Regions from separate parts of the Rattus norvegicus genome. Here region 2 is linked to region 1. Evidence: chromatin contacts called from public Hi-C data. All regions are on one chromosome and are shown on one strand. The core of a region is the stretch at or near the end of the contact, and the rest is flanking DNA. Distances in the headings are between cores, read along the strand shown. Region 1 holds the start of Fbxw11 (F-box and WD repeat domain containing 11). Region 2 holds the start of Npm1 (nucleophosmin 1).

Evidence for each region. A called contact is a pair of places that touch in the nucleus more often than the background predicts.
Region 2: a Hi-C map of prefrontal cortex shows a contact between it and region 1, with 5 times the contacts expected there. The contact joins the promoter of Npm1 here to the promoter of Fbxw11 in region 1. A contact is called at or near these places in 4 of 12 Hi-C or Micro-C datasets (Schwann cells, frontal cortex, mammary epithelial cells and 1 more) and 1 of 1 datasets of contacts at active chromatin or transcription factors (oligodendrocytes).

What each region holds. Positions count from the first base shown.
Region 1 is chr10:17,734,657-17,741,084 of GRCr8, reverse strand. It overlaps Fbxw11 (F-box and WD repeat domain containing 11), which reads right to left and starts at 3,888. Exons shown (of 14, transcript NM_001395595.2): 1 at 3,700-3,888. The coding sequence starts at 3,744. LOC120095062 (a long non-coding RNA gene) reads left to right here and starts at 4,479. Exons shown (of 2, transcript XR_005490110.2): 1 at 4,479-4,772.
Region 2 is chr10:18,251,957-18,258,384 of GRCr8, reverse strand. Npm1 (nucleophosmin 1) reads left to right here and starts at 2,644. Exons shown (of 11, transcript NM_012992.4): 1 at 2,644-2,794; 2 at 4,238-4,317; 3 at 4,600-4,719; 4 at 4,919-5,012; 5 at 5,416-5,522; 6 at 5,637-5,698. The coding sequence starts at 2,737. LOC102546482 (a long non-coding RNA gene) reads right to left here and starts at 3,344. Exons shown (of 3, transcript XR_357493.5): 1 at 3,193-3,344.

The DNA.
Region 1 (6,428 bases), core at 2,639-5,138:
GGCCAGTTTTGTTCACGTTCATGAGGCAGAATTATCATCCTTAAACTTCTTTAAAATACATTTACTTATTTGATGGAATGGGGTAGCTTTCCAGAGATTTCTTCTTCCTCTATGTGAGTCCTAGGGAATGAAACTTAGGTAGTTAGGCTTGGTGGCTAGCATCTTTGACTGTTGGCCTGTGTTCTTAAACTGTTGCAGCTTTTTGCTGTCCTCTCAGGGAGGAACTGGCCACCTGTCTGTCAATCTGCAGCTTCCTAAGGAATACCTGTACATCAACTCATGCTCCCACCTCAGTGCGATGCATAATGAATGAAGTTTGCATTCTTTCCACTGAAATCCGACCAACCAGACACACAGCCTGGTGAGCTCTGAATATTTCCAAAAAGGGTCACTGTTTAGCTCACTGTTCTAGCTCACTCATAATAAAGCTGATTGTTGCAGAAACGTTTAGAACACAGGTCCACAAAGTTGGCCCATGAAAGCCACAAGACAATTAAATTATTCACTATCAGCAACTATAAAGTCATTGTCTCTTTCAAGAGTTCATTCAAGAGGATGGTGGCACCATAATCCCAGCACCTGGGAGGTAGAGGAAAGGAGATTGAAGACCAGCTTCAGCTACAAAGTTCCAGGCCATCCTGGGCTACAAGAGTCCCTGCAAGAGGACAGGGAGCTGGAGAAAAAGAGAACATGTTAAGAAGAAGAAAAAGGAGGGAGAACGATAAGGAAAGGGAGGAGTAAAGAGAGGACAGAGCAGACAAAGGAGGAAAGTGGGGAGACAGAGAGCCCATATGAGGTTTCTGTTAAGAGTCCTAGACACAGACGCACCTTTGGTAGTCCAGGCCTCAAGTAGTCACCAAGGGGACACCTGGATTTTTAAACTTAACTATTCCGCTGTCACCCACCATCTTTCTCCTCCAACTATCCCCTAGGATTGCTAGGGACAGAAGCAAAGTGTATACTATAATAAACAGGTGTAGTGTACTGGTATTCCACAACCAACACGAAGTCATTCTCAAAGTAGTATTTTAAAATATAACACAGTAGGGTATGTTGACTATAATTGAAACTGATCATAGTGAGAAACAGGTACCAACGATTTGGAAAAACTGTAGCTGCACACCTTATAAATGACTCAAGCAACGAGCCATACGCATAGACAGTAAATCAGATCCAGCAATGCAGGCCTCGGCACTACAATCTTTAGGGGGTTTGAGACTGACTTTTGGTTGGTTGTGGTTTTTTTGTTTGTTTGGTCTTTGTTTTGGTTGGTTTGGGGGATTTCATTTATTTGTTTAGGTTTTGAGAGACAGGGTTTCTCTGTGTAGTTCTGGTTGTCCTGGAACTCACTTTGTAGACCAGGCTGACTAACTCACAGAGATTCACCTGTCTCTGCTTCCTGAGAACTGGGATTAAAAGCATGTGCCACCATGCCTGGCACATTTTTTTATTACATTTCTAAGAATCCTACATTAAATCCCTTTTATGTCTTCATTAGGTGACATCTCTTCAATGTAAGGGCAAACAATATCACACAGTCTAACCCAGCCATGAGGATTTTATGGACACTAAGGAAGCATGTGCTCTACCACTAAGGTGCACCCCAGCACCTTAACAGTTACTCAAAACAAAACAGTTATAAGCTTAGAAAACCAGTAAGTGTGGGCCAGAATATTTCTTTAGTCATATGCTAAAAGACCATGCCTGAGGTTAATTACACTGTATTTCTTCTAACTCTCCTGAAAAAGAAGACATTTTGGTTGTTTTAAGTGAATATGTTTCATATGAAGCACTGGTCATTATGAAAGCAGATATACTGTTTTGTCTTTAAGAAGATGGAACATGTATCTTCATACATGAAGATACTTTGACACTTTGCCAAAAAAGAGGTCATCAGGATGGCTCAACCAAAGACACGTGATCATACATGCAGAACGAAATGAGTTCAAGTCCCAGAACCCAGGTAAAAGCAGAAGAGAATCTTTACAACATGGTCCTCTGACCTCCACAGGCCCACTGTGGTGCACGTGTGAATTCACATTAATACATAAGGCACGTTTTAAAGACATTTTGTCAAAATAACGGACTACTAAAGTTTCCCAAACTGTTACAACCGACAATTGGATGCTGAAAAAGAAAAAAGGTCCTCAGAACCTGAAGATAAAGTGACAGAATCCCTGTGAACACACACACACACACACACACACACACACACACACACACACCCCAGAAACTTCCAGGTTTGATTTTTCAACCATCCAGTTCTGCACATTGTGCTGAGTCCAGCAGACATGAGACTCTGTAGTTATGCTACTATTACTTCCATTTTAAACGTGTACCTTAGCTCCCTGGACAACATCATCCACAAAAACCATGGGCTATCCAACAGACTTTCAGTATCACCATTTATTATTTATAGCACTAAATGGGGGAAGTGGCTCTGATGTCACCAACCCTACCCAGTGGAATCACTGACTCAATAAGCATTTCACACTGGAGAAACTCTGACGAGGAAAACACATTGCTAAGTTCAGTAGATCGTTCACCTTTCCTCAGTACTGTGCGGCAGATACTAGTTGTTACGATATTAGTAGAGATACAAAGAAACTGTCAAGGTTTTCACAGGAAGAAGCCTTTCTTATGTCCCCAACTCTCCTGGGCCCAGTTTGATTTCCCTCACGTTCAAACTGGCAGGTACTACCAGCCATACTTTATTTCTTCCACCAATAAGCAAATCCTTCACTTTCCCAGCCATTCACTCACAGCCCTGTTTCCAAAAACCTTTCTAGCACCAAGTCTGAGGTCAGAAATGGGTTAGGGGTGTCCGGGAAGACCTGACCAACCTGGCTACCAAGGGTTTCTAACAGTAAAGGGATCGCTGCTTCTCGGTGGGTCAAGAACACCCCCACACACACACCGTCCCGCTTTTTATTATTAAAAGAAAAGAGGGTGGCAGTGATGAAGGCGACCTCTTCTCCCTCCCCTCTCATTTCCCAAATGATAAAGTTATGGTTTTCCTTTTCTGGGGGATGGAATTCTGAGTACCTAGGGCCCTGCTATACAAACATCCTTCACGGCAGGGTAGGAAACCCTTTGTCCAAGAAGCCTGACACCGCAGGGGCTCGGAAAAGAGGCCCCTTATCCCCTACAGCCTCAGACTCGTGGGCATGCCCAACATCCCAGTCCTGAAGGGCCTATCCTGGCATCCACACAGCGGTAGCTTGGGGTGAGGGTGCTGAGACCCACCGCCACCCCACCCCCTAAGCCTAGGTTACGGAGGCCGAAGCGGCTCCAACTGGTCTCGGACAACCTCCCACCACCATCACCCTCGGCTTGAGCGGGGCTGGGAAGCGCGATGCAGGCCTGGCAGAGGAATCCAGGGAAGGGAAAAAGAAATCCCCTTCTAAAAAGACAGTGTGATGGCAAGGCGAGAGTGAGCGGTGGCTCCGGCAGGAGCGAGGCAGGGGCGCCCGAGACTGGTCGGAGCCCGGCAAGGAGCGGGGAGGGGGTGGGGGAGTTCGCGGGGAGCGGAGGCCGGGCCGGCCCAAGAGCGCGAGGCGTCAGCAGCGAGCCGTAGCAGGGGGCCGGCCGGGCCCAGGCGACGGGGAACGAGGGCTGGCCTGGCGCGGACGCCGAGGTGGGCAGGCCCCCGGGCCGCCGGCCGGCCGGAAGAACTGAAGGCCAGCGGGCCGCACTCACCATGAGCTCGATGGTCTTGTCTTCAATCACCGAGTCGGGCTCCATGGCGGCCCCGGCGGCCCCGCCTCGCTCTCTCCGCTCAGCAGCGAACGGCCCGGGCGGAGGAGGCGGTGGCAGCGGCGGCGGCGGAGGCAGCTCTGGCACCCACTCTAGCTGCCAGCCCGCCCGGGCCGCCGGCAGCTCCGCCCTCCCCCTCGGCGGACGCAGGACGCACGGCGAAGACTACAACTCCCAACAACCGCGGCGGATCGCTAAGCCTTATGGGAACAAGAAGCCGTCGGGCCACTCTGCCAGGGTTCCGCCACGGGAGAGAGCACCTAGGGGAGGGCAGGGCTGGGAGTGCGGGGACATGCAGATCTGGAGTATCTAGGACTTGCTCGGGATAGGGCCTCGCGAGCGCCGCGACTACTTGTCCCAGAAATCCTCGCGCGCGCGGTCTCCTTCCGGTTGGTCGTTCCAGACTTCCTGGCAGCGGGTGGCTGCCCGGACCCGGACGGAAACTCCGAGGCAACTCCTCACTTGTCTGAGATCTTTGCGGTGCGACCGATTTCCGCACATGCGCAGTAGTTGTCTGCAGTGCCCACTGGTCGTCTAGGTGCTTGCGCGGCCGCCCGGTGTATTACACTTGGTAGGGACAGATGGTGGAGACAGGTGGGTCCGAGGTTGCACCAGGAGGTGTGGGAGGGGTCTGTGAGCCCGAAGATCCAACCAAGGGAAGATGGACATCTCAAGAGGAAAAGTTTGGAGGCTTGAGTTGGGAAACAGATGTATGGAGAGCTGCTACACTGGAAGTAGCTGAGCCATGAGAAAGAAGCTGATCATTTTGAAGACATTTTTAAGCATTCCGTTGCTACTAGTACTGCCCTAAGCTCTGGAAATGACAGGCGAGACCTCTGTTCTCGTGAAGCTTAATTCTAATGGGAAGACAGCAGACATTCACCAAGAGTTAGAAATGCTGTGAAGAAACACATCTAGAGACTTCCAGTGAACTCTTCCTCTTAACTCTGTGTGCCCTCCAAGTTGTCAGTACCCTCAAACCAAAAACCCCCAGGAATACGCTGTAGTTAAACAAGGTGGGTTTATTTTAGCTGAACTAGAAGAGAACATGCACCACGATGAATCATGGACGTCTCAGTAAGAGACATTAGGTAATGTAGAAAAGGATTTGAAGGGGCTCTGGAGCGCATACTGCCAGGAAGTGGGGGTAATAAGGTTGGACACCTTATCTATGGGAAGTTATATTAGATTGAAACTAATCCAGTAATTGATGACAGCCTCTTGTAGCCGTGTGTCAGGGGCTTAGACAATGTTCATGTTTTATCTGTGTTCACGAGTAATTATGGAGTGGTCTTGTTTTTGTCTTGATCCATAAGATAAGGCCGTTCTGTGGCCTTGTCTAATGTTAATGGTCTGTGAAGTTGTTTATGTTTTACTGGAGATCTGGCTGTAGAAACCAAGCTCTGGCTATTATCGTGTATCTCGAGGGCCTGGCTCATTGTACCCAACCCACTTCACAGTAGCAGTGACTTGAGAAGCTTTCCTGCTTCTCAAGTGTGTTTCAATTCTTTGCCCCTGTAAAGTGGATGACTTAGAACTCTTCCCATTTCCAAAGAGCAAGCAAGGCATTACAGTAATCTGTATGCATCTAAACCACAGTATAAATTCCCTGCAGTTAGAGTCTGAAATGTTAGAATCTTTATCTAGTGGCTTTCACCAAGAGATTGAAAGAAAAACACCTGGGAAAAGCCCAGAATTAGAGTTACTGCCAATACCTTGCTGTCTGGATTTCCCCAAACTCTCCTCCCTTTCTGGGTTTGGGACAGTCAGTAGCGTAATGAGGTTAGGTTAAATGACCTCTGTTTCAGTTACCTATTGCAACATAATCCTCCATCCCAAGGTGTGGTGGCTTAGAATAACAATGGCTTATTATTTTATACAATTATGTAAATTAACCAAGCTCATCTGGACCAATGTGATGTAAGCTGAGGTTACACATGGGGCTTTAATCAGCTGGGAACACCTTCAAAATGATATCTCATCTTCTGGAGCCTCTCAAGCTTCTGGAAGGTGGGTTCAAAACAGGACAGGACCCATCAGCAAATGGTTATCAAGCTTTCTGATTGCTGCACTGGTCAAAGCAAGTCATGTCCAAGCCCATAGCAAGTGTGGGAAGTTCTATGAATACCGAAAGACTAGTTTATTGGAGTTCACCAATTTAACAGCCAACCAAGACCTTGAAGTTGTCAGTACCTTTCATATGAGATAGCATGTAGGGGAGCACAGGATGAGTATGAACTTCCCATGTGTTTGTTTTAGCCTAAACTACCATATTCATTTTTTTTTTAAAAAGTCACACACTAAGTGTGGTAGCACACACCTTTAATCCCTGCACTTGGGAGGAGACAGAGGCAAGTGGATCTCTGAGTTCAAGGCCAGCCTGATCTAAAAAGGAGTTCTAGGCTGTTAAACCGAGAAACTATGTCACAAAACAAACCAACAAACAAAACAAAAAACTCTGGCATATTCCTAACCTGAAGGCCCTGGGTTGAACCCATAGCACTGGCGAAATCAGTCAGTTAAAAGTTTCACACCTTAAAAAAAAAAAAAAAAAGTTTCACACCTTAGGGGGCCTAAAGAGATGGACCCAATGGCTAAGAGCGTTTTCTGCTCCTGCAGGTGTTGAGTTCAGCTCCATACTGGGTACCTCACAACTGCCTGGAACTCCTGTT
Region 2 (6,428 bases), core at 1,395-3,894, 520 kb before region 1:
GTCTACAGATATACCCAGAAGTTCATGGGGAAAAATGTTTCTTTTCAATTTTTTAAATATTTTATTTATTTATTATAGATGAGTACACTGTAGCTGTCTTCAGACACATCAGAAGAGGGCATCAGATCTCATTACAGATGGTTGTGAGCCACCATGTGGTTGCTGGGATTTGAACTCAGGACCTCAGGAAGAACAGTCAGTGCTCTTAACCGCTGAGCCATCGCTCCAGCCCCTTCAATTTATTTATTTATTTTTTTGTACTTTATTTATTTTAGTTATGTGAGTACACTGTAGCTGTCTTCAGACACATCAGAAGAGGGTGTCAGATCCCATTACAGATGGTTGTGAGCCACCATGTGGTTGCTGGGAATTGAACTCAGGACCTCTGGAAGAGCAGTCAGTGCTCTTAACCTCTGAGCCATCTCTCCGGCCCCCTTCAATTTATTTTTAATTGATATAAAGTACATCTATCTGTGATGTATGACACACTTGGGGACATGTATATTGTATTGAATGGTCTAATCAATGTGAATCTGGGCATTTTTTCTCATATTTCTGAAGTCACGTGGTGCAGTATGAAATACAGTTGTATAGTTGTCTTTGGCATCCACAAGGACTCTGCCCTGCCTGCACCCAGATGTGCAGATGGGAAGATGTTAAACACCATGTTCTGTGTATATGGCAACGACTGTTGAAACTGGGCATTGGCCATAGGATTCTATTTTTATGTTTTAAAGCATGTGAAAAACTAACAATAAAAGCCTGGAATCATGAAAAAAGGATAGTTCAGGCTGGAGAGATGGCTCCGTGTTTAAGAGCACTGACAGCTCTTCCAGAGGTCCTGAGTTCAATTCCCAACAACCACGTGGTGGCTCACAACCATCTGTAATGGAATATGATGCCCTCTTCTGGTGTATCTGAAGACTGCTACAGTGTACTTACATATAATAAATCTTTTTTATTTTTAAGATAGTGCTTATTTATTTATTTTTTTTTTTGGTTCTTTTTTTCGGAGCTGGGGACCGAACCCAGGGCCTTGTGCTTCCTAGGTAAGCGCTCTACCACTGAGCTAAATCCCCAGCCCCAAGATAGTGCTTATTTTGTCGTAAGGTAATACTACACAACTCCTACTCATTGTGCATGTGGTATCATGCAGAGACAGCAAAGAACATGAAGTTGGGGAGGCAGAAAGCTGAGTCTCTGTGTAGTCCTGGCTGTTCTGGAACTTGCTCTGTAGATCGCTGGCCTTGAACTCCTAGATCTTCTAGGACCTAGGCCTCTGCCTCCTGAGTGCTGGGATTAAACCAGTATGAGCTGCATTTAAATAAGATTCAGAATCCAGAAACATCAAGCAGTTTGACCTGCACAAGCTCAAGGAGTATCCCGCACCTTCTGGTCATTTGGATGGTCAAATTCTGTTCATCCGTGCGTTCCCACCCGACACCCAGTCTATCTGGTCTTTTACACACACAATTCTTCTAAGTTTCAGGATTTTCTCTGATAGTTGCAAAGTGAAATGCATTGGGTCCCATTCACATTATTGATACTGATTTCTCCAAGTTTACGATTTGACTAATAATGGGCTCACGCACATTATAGCTCGGCGGAGTGAAGAGAGTGTAAGAACATCACCTACATCCCTCCCCCAAATCCTTAAAATTGGCTTAGCTATGTTGAGTTAAAAAGATTAGGACCGGGGGTTGGGGATTTGGCTAAGTGGTAGAGTGCTTGCCTAGGAGGCGCAAGGTCCTGGGTTCGGTCCCCAGTCCCGGAAAAAAAAAAAAAAAAGATTAGGGCCGCTCTCAAATAGCGTCCAATGCTGTTCAATGATGTTTGTCAGGATCCAGTCAGAAGCACTAGTTCCCACACAAAGATTCGTATTAAAGATCATGAATTTCTTAAAAAGCCATACCCCTTTCTTTGGAATGACAAAGAGGGCCTGCGTTTTCTCAGTTCTGCACGCCCTAAAGTTTTTAGAAAGATGCTCTTTGGAGGCGACTGACTTGGGGACTCTTTGGTCCCCAAATGACGTAAGGCTGATCATTTCCAATTTGAAGATGCAGCCTCAGAAAAGAGGCACAAAAGCATGGCTACGGGGTTAGTAGCCTATCTTTGTACTTCATGACCCATCCACTCTGCCTCTACGAGAAGAGGATGAGCTAGGAGCAAGCCTTCGAGCAAGTCAAATCCTGAGGTGATTGTGCCTTTTCCAGGCCTACGGGAAACAGAAGGGCGGAGAAAAGCGAAGAGAGTCGTTCTGTGGTTCGCTACTCGCAGCCGCCATCTTTTAGGGTGGGCTGCATACCCTCTCGGCACTGCGCCCGCGAGCACCAGTAGAAGAGACGTGGAAGCCGTGTAGGCCCTGAGCGAGGCCACAAAGAGAAAAAGCGCCTGCGCTTGGCGACCATGGTGGAAGGGCGGGGGCCAGGGACGAACGCGCATGCGCAGTAATAGCCCGCCAAGCACCTGGAGGAGGTGGGGGGCGAGGTAGAGAGGCGTGGGGTTGAAGAGCGCTTGCGCAAAAGCGCGACGGTGCGGGAAGTGGGAGGGATCCGGAGGATGCTCGCGGAGGCGGGACTAGAATGGATCTCGCGAGATCTCCTGCGGCCATATATACGTGCGGCGAGCCCGCGTCCTTTCCTTGGCGTGATTCCGTCCTGCGTGTCTGTTCTGCGGAACAGTAGGCAGTTGTTTTCCGTCCGGCTTCTCTCACACTCAAGTGCGCGCCTCCACCTCATGGAAGACTCGATGGACATGGACATGAGCCCTCTTAGGCCTCAGAACTACCTTTTCGGTAACTGACTGGAAGGGAGAGCTTGCGCAGGGCCCGGTTGTGGGGGGGGCGGGAGTCCAACCGAGGCCTGGCGTGTGGGGAACGCGGCAGGGGTGGAGGCCGGAGGCCGGGGAGGAATCACCTGGGCTGCGGAGGCCTTAAGGAAAAATCTGTGACCCGAAGGCTAGGAGAACCGCGGTAACATGGGGCGGGAGCGGCCCAGCCTCGAGCCTCGGGCGTTAGAGAAGCGGTCGGCCGAGGGTGCGACCTTGCTTGTGGCGCGAACTTGGCATACGGGGACCATCTACTCCGGTGCGAGAGTGCCCGCACGGACTGCCTCCGTGTGAATTTTTTTCCCAATGTTGAGCCACGGGAGGTAGCACGGGAAAAAGGGGCCTGTGGAGTGAGGCGAGGCCTACCTCACACTGTTGGGAGGGTACATGTGCAGCTCGTTGGGTTGTCCAGGGGTCGCGTCTCCGGTGCCCGGTGGCGTCCGAGGGGTTCGGCCAGTAACGGGGACTGGTCCGAGCAGGCGCCCTAAGGCGGAGGGGCCGCAACCCTTAGGAGCACGTGGTTGCCACGTGGTTGGGGGTTAGGGAGGGGGTGTGGGCTCTACATCCGGGCTCTACGACTCTTGCCAACCTTCACCTTTGGGGTCCTGTGGCTTAGTTAAGAGTGCTGGGCAGGAAATACTTATTTCAGTCCGCGATGACGCCCGGGTTTGAAAGGTCTTTGTTCATGTCTATCTATATCCACAGTGATAAACCCATTTCTGCCTATGGTAGGCGGAGTCAGTCCCACGTTGCAGAGGACTGTACTGATGGTGCATGTGACTTGGAGTACCCCTGAATCCACTTGTCTTCATCTAGAACTGGTTCTTTTGGCTGGGATGGGGAGAGGGAAGGACCAGTTGAGCAGAACGAGGGTTCACTTTGGCATCAAGGCTTTTGGGGGTTCTCACCTGAAGACTTGATGCCCCACTCAATATGTGTTTTAAAAGAACGTCAGTTTGATTTTCAAGGACTCAAGTTTAACTTATTAACAGTACTGAGATTTGTTAAATGAGTCTAGTATTTATAGCAATTTCCCTATGCTACTTGAAAGAGAGGTAGGTGTTCTTATATGCTGATCATGAAGGCATGCTTAAGCCATTCAAAGCTGTTCCTACTGGTGATGTGTAAACATTCTCATTTGCAATACTTCTCTTCAGAACATAATTGGGTTTGTTGGGGTTTTTGAAATAGAAGGAAATATATATTGTGTTTAGCCTCAGCCAAGTAGTTTAGTTTCCAGTTTTATTTAAGTCGTTAAGTATACTGTGAAAACTGGCAATGTAGTCTTGATGTAGTTAGTACTATAAGAATGAAAACTATGGGTTTCACTTACATTGCTTTCACAGAATTTTTAAGTCTTTGGATTTTGATGTATGCCTCCTTGCTAGGTTTGCTTTCTTTTGTTTTACAGGTTGTGAACTAAAGGCTGACAAAGATTATCACTTTAAAGTGGATAATGATGAAAATGAGCACCAGTTATCATTAAGAACGGTATGTAAACTTTGAAACTACTTAGTATTTAAAAAAACTTTCAGCATCTTAGTAATTACTGATAAGCTAGGAATTTAATCCCTGAAAAGATAGGGAATTTTATCACTTGTAATTTTGGATAGCTTGGTCACTCTTGATAGGTGCCTTTTAATCTGCCAGCTTTATTCATTTATTAGGTTGTATTTCAGAGGAACAGTTTGTTTCTGTGGATTTCTAGTTCTAATTATGGGATTAATTTTCCATCAATAGTGGTGAAAGGTTAATTTAATCTTTTATTCACAGGTCAGTTTAGGAGCAGGGGCAAAAGATGAGTTGCACATCGTAGAGGCAGAAGCAATGAACTATGAAGGCAGCCCAATTAAAGTAACACTGGCAACTTTGAAAATGTCTGTACAACCAACAGTAAGTACATTGCTAAGTTTTGGATTTTATGGTGCAGATCTTTTAAGACAGTGTCATTTAGGTTACACAAAGATGTCTCAGCAGAGATATATCTTGTCACCAAGATTATTTCTGCTGCTATTCTAAATAGGTTTGTTTGATTGTTTTTGTATAACTTGCTGGTGATGCCTGGTGTAAAACTAAAGTTGCTTATTTTTAGGTTTCCCTTGGGGGCTTCGAAATTACACCACCTGTGGTCTTGAGGTTGAAGTGTGGTTCTGGGCCTGTGCACATAAGTGGACAGCACCTAGTAGGTAGGTGGTTTTTCCTTTTAGTCTGTATTGCTCATTTCAGTATAGGCTAGCTTTATTTTTTAAGCATTTGTGTATAGACACATATGCCATGGCATGCATGTCCAGGTGAGACAATGTAATTTGCCTAGCCTTTTTTCTCTATACCACATGGGTCCTTTGGATCAAGCACTGGTCATCAGGTTAACCCTATGATCAGTGAGGCTCTTTCTAGACTTCCAGTTTGGACTTTGTAAAGCATGTCTTAGCTCTACTTGATGGTGTGTATCTAGAAAGGTTTGATCTCTGTTCTTAAAGTACAGGAAACATCTTTTTCTGCTACCTTAAATAGAATCTTTAAAAATATTATGTGCTATATACCCTTATATGTTCTTGTAAAGAGTTAGTATGTCTAATTTTATTTTAGCTGTAGAGGAAGATGCAGAGTCAGAAGATGAAGATGAGGAAGATGTAAAACTCTTAGGCATGTCTGGAAAGAGATCTGCTCCCGGAGGTGGTAACAAAGTCCCACAGGTAAAGACAGTACAATGGTTTTATTCCCCCTAGATCATTTTCTGGCTTTCAGATTGATTGGTTAATCACCAAGGATTTCTTCTGTTGCTCATAAATAACATATTTTTCTTTCAGAAAAAAGTAAAACTTGATGAAGATGATGATGAGGATGATGAAGATGATGAGGATGATGAAGAGTAAGTAGTATGAGTAATATGATCTCAGAAATTTGATAGTACATGTACTTGTAAAGGTTTTAGGAGGACTGATTTGCCAGTGGGTTCTGTAAAAGTAATCAGTGGTTGATGTTTGGAAGGAAGTAAAGGTTTTTGTAACAATAAAGGATTTCGCATTATGATTTCTTGTTTTCCTTACTGAGAAGCTATTCAATGGGAAATGGGTTTTTCTTGGGAGATACAGTTTAGAAGTAAGATTTCATGTGTTCAATATAAGTCAGTAAACAGCTAGATGGGAAGTATGGAATTCCTACTTTGAGTCTCACATGATAATTTGTTACCTTGAGATCTTGAGAAGTTCTGGAATTGGTCAAGTATATTGACAATATATACTGAACTTAAGGTAACTGTTCAAAGCAAAATTGGTCTTGATGTATTTATTGGTTACATTTATTCATAGTAGTCAATAAGGGACAAATCTTGAGGTTAAGTTTAGTAGTTTCCACTGGAGCAGTAATAGTTCATAGATACCAGTGAGGGTGAAGTAATAGACTGAAGGTTTACATAGTTAAGTTGGAGAGTTAAACCATATTGCTAGAAGTTCTAGAATAAAAATGTCCTCAGAATCCAGAGAGGCTTTAAACACTGATATGTGCTTTGTGTATATATTATATAAAAAGTTCTGCCTATGAATTCAAATCCTGAATCAGATACTCAATGTTTCTGATTTCAAGATTGGCTTACATTTTCT